Regions from separate parts of the Sus scrofa genome. Here region 2 is linked to region 1. Evidence: chromatin contacts called from public HiChIP or PLAC-seq data. All regions are on one chromosome and are shown on one strand. The core of a region is the stretch at or near the end of the contact, and the rest is flanking DNA. Distances in the headings are between cores, read along the strand shown.

The links. HiChIP or PLAC-seq counts read pairs in DNA pulled down with a chosen protein or histone mark.
Region 2: an H3K27ac HiChIP or PLAC-seq map of skeletal muscle shows a contact between it and region 1. The contact joins two enhancer-like sites. A contact is called at or near these places in 2 of 47 Hi-C or Micro-C datasets (retroperitoneal adipose tissue and skeletal muscle) and 1 of 2 datasets of contacts at active chromatin or transcription factors (skeletal muscle).

Annotation. Positions count from the first base shown.
Region 1 is chr3:110,492,037-110,496,870 of Sscrofa11.1, reverse strand. All of the region lies in intron 2 of LOC106509865 (a long non-coding RNA gene), which reads right to left. Among named protein-coding and RNA genes, the nearest start is that of PPP1CB, 20 kb to the right of the region's middle. Within about 2 kb of position 2,305, at least 1 of the 83 cell types and tissues checked has an H3K27ac peak or open chromatin away from gene starts, as enhancers often do. A contact at or near this core is called in skeletal muscle, where this site is marked.
Region 2 is chr3:110,670,487-110,675,320 of Sscrofa11.1, reverse strand. It overlaps PLB1 (phospholipase B1, membrane-associated), which reads left to right. Exons shown (of 59, transcript XM_021087673.1): 19 at 867-925; 20 at 1,885-1,958; 21 at 3,492-3,535. Among named protein-coding and RNA genes, the nearest start is that of PLB1, 68 kb to the left of the region's middle. Within about 2 kb of position 1,995, at least 4 of the 83 cell types and tissues checked have an H3K27ac peak or open chromatin away from gene starts, as enhancers often do. A contact at or near this core is called in skeletal muscle, where this site is marked.

The DNA of each region.
Region 1 (4,834 bases), core at 1,056-3,555:
GAAAACCTTCAGTATAACTGTTTTTATTATACTTTAAAACTTAACTACCTAAATTCAGGCATTTAAGCAGTTTTTCCTAATTTCATTTTGTAATAACTTATTAGACTGAGCTAATGATGACAAATACCTAGTAAAGACTCTCAGTGTAACTCATCTGGTTTTTGACTACTATTAAATAGTCTTAAGCAATGAACTCAACATATCTTTTAAATCTCTGGTTTGTTTTCAAAGGAGGTGGATAAAAATATTTGGCTCTTAAGCAAAGAAATAGCTAGTTGGATGCCTCTGACAATCAGAATCAACCTCAGATCAGAAATGTATTTCTCCACTGTCTTTCTTTCTTGCCTCCCCAACAGCTCTCCTGTGTCAGGCATATTTTGGGAGCACTGCAGATACGAAAGTGAAAATATGACATAACAGATGATTCTTGACCTAGTGGGGCTCACATTCTAGTTGAAAGAGACAGACTATTAAAAAATAAAGAAAGATAAATATCAGCAGCTGATAAGTGCTCTACAGAAAACAGAATTGAATAATATAATAGAGATGGGAGTCATCAGGGTAAGCTGAGACCTGAATGAAAAGTCCGTGCCAATTATTGGGAAATGAGGGCAAAGAACATTACAGGTAGAGGAGGCCTGGGATAAGGCCCCTAAGGAGGAGCTGGCTTGGTGAGCTTGGGAGACAAAAGAAGGCCAGAGGGTGGTCAGCAAGGAGGAGAATGGGAATAAGAACAGATCTTCCGGGAGTTCCCATCGTGGCGCAGTGGTTAACGAATCCGACTAGGAACCATGAGGTTGTGGGTTCGATCCCTGCCCTTGCTCAGTGGGTTAACGATCCGGCGTCGCCGTGACCTGTGGTGTAGGTTGCAGACGCGGCTCGGATCCTGCGTTGCTGTGGCTCTGGCGTAGGCCGGTGGCTACAGCTCAGATTCGACCCCTAGCCTGGGAACCTCCATATGCCGTGGGAGCGGCCCAAGAAATAGCTAAAGAGACAAAAAAAAAAAAAAAAAAAAAAACCAGATCTTCCATCCAGAGCATAGCATGGGATGTGTGCAGAGGTAAATTCCTTGATAATTTCTTCATTTACCTGAACTGTGGAAACTAGAACTGCTTTACCATGCCTTACGTGTTTGCTCTGTTTTAAATATATATAATATGGAAAGGTGGGTGTGTAATATGGGTTGGTTCAGTCTCCATAGCATTGTCTCTGGCCAAAGTCATCTGTAAGTCTCTTCCAGATTTACCAGGTAATACCGTGTTCCAAATCAAGCAAATGACATCAGAGAAGAGCACAAGGGCAAGGACGTTAAAAATTCACCTCTATGCCCCTCAGTATCTCCGAGGTCACAGGTGTTTAAAAGCCAAGGGTGGAAGAGTAGGACCTAAATGAATGACTTTTTTTGGATTGTTTTATTAAAGTTGACAAACCTACCCCTTCAGAAGGATGGAGGTGTCAGGATTCTGGGTTTCAAAATGTGTCTTCTAGCTCAGTGATACTAAGGAAAGGATAAATCAGGCTTCAAAATGTATGTCGGCCCTGAAGTTTGCAGGTTCATAAACTCATTGTTTTTAGTTCAATCGGGAGAGAGCTGGCTCTGAGGAATTGATTCACATTAATCAGAGTTATAATAGACTAATTAATAAAGTACAATGCCTTTTATTCATTACCTATGAGAGTTATAACTACCGACTGAAATTCATGTTGTTGATCAGCACACACTCTTCCTCATAGGAAAATCAATTTAATAAATCAAATTAAAGTTAGATGATTAAATGTTAAATATGGAAGCTGAACAAATCAAGTTGGATGTCTTGAAAGGCTACATTCATTAAGAGTCGTTTTTCATTGCAAGAACACACAGTCCCAGCTGGGCACATGATCTACTATGCAGCTGGACAGGAAAGGTCAGTCCTGGAGAAACACTGGCAAATTTTTACTCCCAGCTTCTTCTTTTTTCTAGAACTGGGCCACTGATTTCCAAATGAAGGCCACCTACAGCAAATATTCCTTGAGTATTTATTTTAAAATGTATTTTTCCAGGCTCCATCCCACACTTCTGAGTCAGGATCTGTGGTTTTGGACGGAGAATATTGACTAAATTATTTTCCGGGGAAACCATAAGCACATCAATGTGTGGAAAGCCACTCCTGGCTGCTAAGCTATACAACCTTAGGCAAATTAGTTACTTAACTTCTCCAAGCCTTAGTTTATTTGTCTGTAAAACAGGGATAATAATAGGTCTTATCTTCCAGGGCTATTGCAGGGATGAAATGAGTCACTGGCATGTCTGGCACCTAGTAAGCCCTCAGCATCTGCTTGCTGTCATTATTATCACCACTATCATTGCCATCACATTCATTGTCATTATTCAGCCCACCACATTCATGTTTGCTCACAGATTTGATTTTCTTTTAAGTTAAGCAAAACCACGCTGATTGGTTACTCCAGGAAGGGAGACTATACCCTTGACAGAGTCTTAGTAGCATCTCCAGATTGTTTTTCATTGCTGACATTTCAGGGTTTCTGCTTCTTGAGGATGGAAAAGATGGTATCTTAAGACATTTCTGAATCATGCAGCAGAATGGATTTATTTTGGGGAAGGTTTCTAATGGCACTCACAGGGTTTGACTTGAAGCTTACTTTTGATCTCAGAATTTGGCACATCGGTGCCCCTGCTTTGAAAGCCAGGTTGCATCTTAGTTTGGGGCTAAAAGTTCTGTCTCCTGACAATAGCAACATACCAAGCTGTTTAAAGTCATTTCTTTAAATGTTGTCCTTGTTATGAACTACCCTTATATTGATACCTTCCCTTTAAAAAAATGAACATAATGTAGGAATAGAATCCTCTTGACTAGCATTTGGTGAGTGATGGTAATTCTAATTAAATCAGATGGAATCTTGGAGGCACCATACTGTGCTGGTACATTTGGAAGTAGAGTACAACATACCACGTTTGGTAACTTGTCAGAGTTCGTAAGCAGAACTTAGAACAGCGCCATTCCTATTTCTTTCTTCATCTGAATACTTCAGAGTGGGTTATAACCACTAATTAAGCCTCAAAACATCCCTGTGACATGGATAATTACACTAGTCATTCCTGCATTTTAGATGGGCATAACAGGAGGAAGAGGTTAAGTGAAGGTAATTCTTCAGGTTTCGCTGATTCAGCAGCAAAACCACTCAGGGAATTTTTGAAGCACTGCAACCTAAATAGTTCTGCAATGGGACTCCTTAAGTATAACACTTAAAATTGAGTTGTAATAGTATTGGAAGTCTGGCCACATCAATCAGACAGGAAAAAGAAATAAAAGGTATCCAAATTGGAAGGGAAGAGGTAAAATTGTCATTCTCTGCAGATGATCTGATACCCTATATAAAAAACTCTAAAAACTTCACAGAAAAACTATTAGAACTAATAGATGAAATCAGCAAGGAAGCAAGATATAAGATTAATATACAGAAATATGTTGCACTTCTTTACACTAACAATGAAATATCAGAAAATAAAAACAATACCATTTATTATTTATTTATTTATTTATTTATTTATTTATTTATTTTAGGGCCATGCCTAGGGTATACAGAAGTTCCCAGGCTAGGGGTCAACTGGGGCTACAGTTGCTGTCCTACACCACAGCCACAGCAACTTCAGATCTGAGTTGCATCTATGACCCACACCAGATTGTGGCAATGCAGGATCCTTAATCCACTGAGCGAGGCCAGGGATAGAACCCACATCCTCATGGATACTAGTTGGGTTTGTTTCCACTGAGTCACAATGGGAATGCCAAAAAACAATACCATTTAAAATCACATCCAAAAAAATACCTAGGAATAAGCCTAACATCTTGGTTTATTAGATGGAAGACCTACATACTGAAAATTATAAAACATTGATAAAGGAAATTGAGGATGATTCAAAGAAGTGGAAAGATATCCTATGCCCTTAGATTGGAAGAATTAATATTGTTAAAATGGCCACACTACCCAAAGCCGTCTATAGATTTAACATGATCCTTTATCAAATTACCCATGACATTTTTCACAGAACCAGAACAAATAATCCTAAAATTTATATGGAACCACAGAAGACCCAGAACTGCCAAAGAAATCCTGAGAAAAAAGAGCAAAGCTGGAGGCATAACCTTTCCAGACTTCAAACAACATTACAAAACTACAGTAATAGTGTTGGTACAAAACACATGGACCAGTGGAACAGAATAAAGGGCCCAGAAATAAACCCACACATCTATGTCAATTAATCTTCAACAAAGGAGGCAAGAATATACAATGGAGAAAAGAGAGTCTCTTTCGCAAGGGGTATTGGGAAAACTGAATAGCTACCAGTAAAAGAATGAAATTAGAACACACCCTCAAACCACATACAAAAATAAACTCAAAATTTTTAACATCCTAAATGTAAGACATGACACCAAAAAGCTCCCAGAAGAGGAGTTCCCGTCATGGCGCAGCGGAGATAAATCCAACTGGGAACCATGAGGTTGCAGGTTCGATCCCTGGCCTCGCTCAGTGGCTTAGGTATCTAGAGTTGCTTGAACTGTGGTGTAGGTCGAAAATGCGGCATAGATCCCACATTTCTGTGGCTGTGGTGCTGTGATGTAGGCTGCAGACTTGGCTTGGATCCTGTGTTGCTATGGCTGTGGTGTAGGCCAGCGGCTACAGCTCCAATTCGACCCCTAGCCTGGGAACCTCCATATGCCGCAGGTGCTGCCCTAAAAAGACAAAAAAGAAAGAAACAAAAAGCTCCCAGAAGAGAACACAGACAAAACATTTTCAGACATAAATTATAGCATTATTTTCTTAAATCAGT
Region 2 (4,834 bases), core at 746-3,245, 180 kb before region 1:
GCCACGGGCCATGGTTCCACAACACGGAGAGTTTACCCAATGCCACTGAATGGTTGACTTTAAAATCGTGAGTTTTGGAGTTCCCGTCGTGGCGCAGTGGTTAACGAATCCGACTAGGAACCATGAGGTTGCGGGTTCGGTCCCTGCCCTTGCTCAGTGGGCTAACGATCCGGCGTTGCCGTGAGCTGTGGTGTAGGTTGCAGACGCGGCTCGGATCCCGCGTTGCTGTGGCTCTGGCGAAGGCCGGTGGCTACAGGTCCGATTCAACCCCTAGCCTGGGAACCTCCATATGCCGCGGGAGCGGCCCAAGAAATAGCAACAACAACAACAAAAAAGACAAAAAGACAAAAAAAAAAAAAAGTTGTGAGTTTTATGTTAGGTGAACTTCACCTTGATTAAAAAAAAAAATAGCCAGTGGTATAAAGGCATTTCCCTTTTCACTTTAGAAAAACTGCTCTGATTTTTTTCTAAGATGATATTTTATTCCAAAGAGCAACAGAGCCTAGAATAGATGAAGTAGTGGGTTTCACCTCCACCACACCCCTCACCTTAGCCCCAGCTCACGTTGCCTGGGACTGCTTCACGCCCTGAGGGTAACTGCCCACCGTGGCATCAGGTCCCCCCCACACACCAGGGCCACCTTCCAGCTCCCCAGCCCTGAGTCCACGTGCCCAAGGGGGAGACTGGCTGGCAGACTCCACGGCTGCTACTGCTGAGCTTTTGGATAAGGATGGGCTTTTCATGGTGTGGTCCAAACTGAATTGCTTTGAAAAATGGACTTTGTCGCAGTTTTGCTGGAAGTTGCTCCTTTGTTTTCAGAAGAGACAGGAAGCCCAACTTGTGCTCATCTGTGTTTTCCTTCTCAGTTCACAGACTGAAGCTGGCTGACATCAAGGTCATCGGAGCCCTGGGTGACTCAATCACGGTGAGTTGCTGGTGGGAGAAGGAAGGGCCAGGAGAGGAGGAGAGTTTGGTTAATAGGAGAAGCTTTGATTCGTATCAAAGGATTGCAAAATACTTGACTTTATGATATGGTGCACAACTTTTTCTTTTTTTATTTATTGTCTTTTTTTGCCATTTCTTGAGCCGCTCCTGTGGCACATGTAGGTTCCCAGGCTAGGGGTTGAATCAGAGCCATAGCCGCCGGCCCACGCCACAGGCACAGCAACTGGGGATCCGAGCCACATCTGCAAACTACACCACAGCTCACGGCAAAGCCAGATCCTTAACCCACTGACCAAGGCCCGGGGTAGAACCTGCAACCTCATGGTTCCTAGTCGGATTCATTAACCACTGAGCCACAACAGGAACTCCAAGTGCACAACTTTTTAAAGAAGGGGTGGATTGTAGGGAGTTCCCATTGGGGCTCAGTGGGTTAAAAACCTGGCTAGTATCCATGAAGATTCGGGTTCGATCCTGGGCCTTGCTCAGTGGGTTAAGGATCCGGCATTGCCTTGAGCTGTGGTGTAGGTCGAAGTCGTGGCTCGGATCTGGCATTGCCATGGCTGTGGCGTAGGCTGGTAGCCGTAGCTCCACTCTGACCCCGAGCCTAGGAACTTCCATAGGCTGCAGGTGTGGCTGTAAAAAGACAAAAAGGGGGGAGGGGAGGATTGTGCCCTGAAACATGGCCTTTGGAAAACTGTACACTGCCGTCTAATTTTCAGAGCACTTCTGCCAGCCTGGATCACTAGCCTAGACACTTCTGTCACCTGATCCTGGTCTGGGCAGGAGTTCAAGCTCATTTCTGATGAGGCAGGATGCACGTCAAGACGTGGTACTGTCACAACTCTTGATTCTAAAGTGCCAGGCGTTCCAGCCCAGCTGGGACAAGAACAGGGGCACTCTGGTGGGCGGGGAACTCAACCCCCTGTTGTTCCCTCTCAGGCAGGTAACGGGGCCGGGTCCAGGCCTGGGAACGTCCTGGACGTCTTGACTCAGTACCGAGGTCTGTCCTGGAGGTGAGTGCAGGTGTGGCAACGCCCCGAGACGCCTCGTGGCAGGAAGGGGAGGACCCCTGAGCACGTAGAAGACAAGTTCTCTAGCAGAATGATGAGTCACCTATGCTGTTCCATGAGAAACTTCTAGGTTTAATTTAAGGAAGGTATTTATCAGCTTCCCCAAACCACTCGCTGCATTGCCCAAACAAGCTGGGACCTGAGCTGCAGCAGTTTCGGGGAAAAACTACTCAAATATTTGGGTTGGAAAAGACTTGGCTTGCACGTCTCCCTCTGGGCTGTGATCTCAGGAGGAGGCAGCAGCCTTCAGAACCAGAGTTGTGCCTGAGCCCCAGCCACCTCCTCTTGTGGCTTTGGGCAAGTTAATCAACCTCTCTGAGCTGGTCTCCTCATCTTTAATGCAGGGGCAACAATACTGCCTTAGCATTGTCTCAAGGCTTAGAGGGAATTTAAAGGCCCAGCACAGTACCTGACACCAAGGTACTGGGATCATTGTTAAAGGGCCTTCGTTTTACAGAGGAGGAAACAGGGCTCAGAGAGGGCAAGTAATCTGTCCAAGATCACACAGATAGTGAAAGAGCAAAAGGTAGAACAGATAATTCCTGACCCCTAATCTGGTGCATCTGCCACCATCACGTACAGTTTTGTGCAGGCTTGTTCCTGCTCTACCAGGAATCCAATCCAGGCCACCACAAGCTGCGGTGAGCCGCACCCCTGCGTTATCTCTGTGCTTTGAAAGCTCAGCTCCTGCCAAGCACGAGAGGGCAGGTTTGGTGTTTCCTCAGCCTGGACCCGGGATCTCTGGCACCGACTTGAACCTGAGTGTGGAAGCCCTGGCCTCCTGCCTGATGATGCTACACAGAGTCAAGCCCCAGACATTTTGAGAACCTTTGAAACAGTCCCAGACATCCTTAGAGAACGAGGAGATGTGGAAAAATGGGGAATCCAATCAGCTCTGAAATGCCGCCTATTTTCATGCCAAGAAACCATCCAACTTTGATTTCCTGGGAACTGGAGAAGTAGCTCTTAAGATGGCTTGTTCTCTGGAAGCTACCTTTTAGGGTTTTCCCCAAACCAAACAGGAAGAGAACCATGAAGGCAACCCCCCCCCCTTTTTTTTTTTTGTTTTAGCTGTGTTTTCAATAGTAATAATAATAATTAACAATGCACAGCTGCAGTCCCTAGCTGGGGCAGGGCTGGGCTCTGCATTCCAGAAAGGGCCACTTTCCCTCTGGAAGCCGGTGCTGGAGGGGACCCTTCCTTCCCCTGCCTCAAGGTCAAAGCTCAAAGTTAAAAACAAAGAACTCAGCCATGACGGTTTAAACCCGTGTTTTGTTTGGACCGTCCGGTTTGTGGGGCAAGGAGAGGGGACGTACTGTATTCTGGTTCTTTTTTTTTTTTTTCCCCAGTTTTTCTACAAAAATAAGGAGGAAAGGGCAAGCCCCCTGCTCCCAGGGCGTTTCTCTGAAGGTGAAAGGTGTTTCAGCGTCGCTGGCATTTTTAACCTTCCTTTTCTTTTTTGTCCCACCAACGCAGCGCTGGCGGTGATCATAATCTCAGCAGTGTCACCACCCTGCCAAGTGAGTACTGCCTGGGGTTCGGGGCGGGCTCGCGGCGGCCGTGCGCGTTTCTGCAGCGCCCCCTGGCGGCGCCGGTGGGCTTGGCAGGGAACCTGGCGGTAGGAGACAGCCGCGTTCGGCAGGGGGCGCTGCTTCGCCGAGGCAGCCTCCCTGCTCTGCTGCCTGAGCATAATTAAAGACTTCAGAGTTTTTTTTTTTTTTTTTTTTTTTTTTTTTAAGAGAAATTGTATTTGTCCAAGGAAGGAGGAGAGTAAGACGGAAAGAATGCTCAGGCCAACAGTTAGTGCAAGGCATTTTTAAGAAATGATTGAAGAAGGAAGGGAAGGAAATCCATTTTGGCTTTGCCTGTCATTCTGAGCAGAGCAGTTTCTGGGAGGCATCCATCTAGATGTGGGCTGCATTAGGCACCACTGCATACAATGACATTGAATCCCTGTGTGTTGCTTTGGGAAACGCTGCTATTGTAGCACTAAGAGATGAGGTTACCCGGTTTAGGCTGGGCAAGCACACCCAGACACCCACATTCTCCTTAAATTACTTCACTAGCAACCTGCTTGGGATGATTTTTTTTTTCTTTTTTTTTTTAAGCCTGACTACATTCCCTGAATGGTCCAGTCTGGTCTTTTTATTCTCCTTCGTGCCCACACAGTGCCTTATTCTTCAAGTACACATACAACACATGTTACAATTGAATTCTTCTCCCTTAAAATCTTCTGGCAATAATTTTGCTTGAGAGGAATTTAATCGGCCCCATTCTCGTTTCCTTTTCTTGGGATTATCCCTGGGTAATACATCTTTAGAAGCTAAGAAACTATCTGAGCTTTAAGTCACGGGGATTTTGATAATAGAGGTGGCTTAACCTCCCCACGGGCAGAACTGCTTGGGCTTCACGTGTGTCATCTGCTCTTGCTATTTGCAAATCCTGTTGAATTTAAGCAGGTACAGTTCTATGGCACAAGCACTGTGTCTTCTTTATTTCTAGGTCCACACACAAGTGCTATAAGTAAGCTCCGCCATCGCCAGGAGGTGGTTTGGTTGCTTTTGTGAATGTAATTGACTGGGCTGTGAGCTAGGCCAGCATATACAACAGCTCTCTAATTCCCGTGCTGTTATGGTGGGTGAGACGAGAGGAAATTATCAGACTCAAGACCTTTCACTGGGAGTTCCCGTCGTGGCTCAGTAGTTAACGAACCCGATGAGGATCCATGAGGATGCGGGTTCCATCCCTGGCCTCGCTCAGTGGGTTAAGGACCTGGCATTGCCATGAGCTGTGGTGTAGGTCGCAGATGTGGCTCAGAG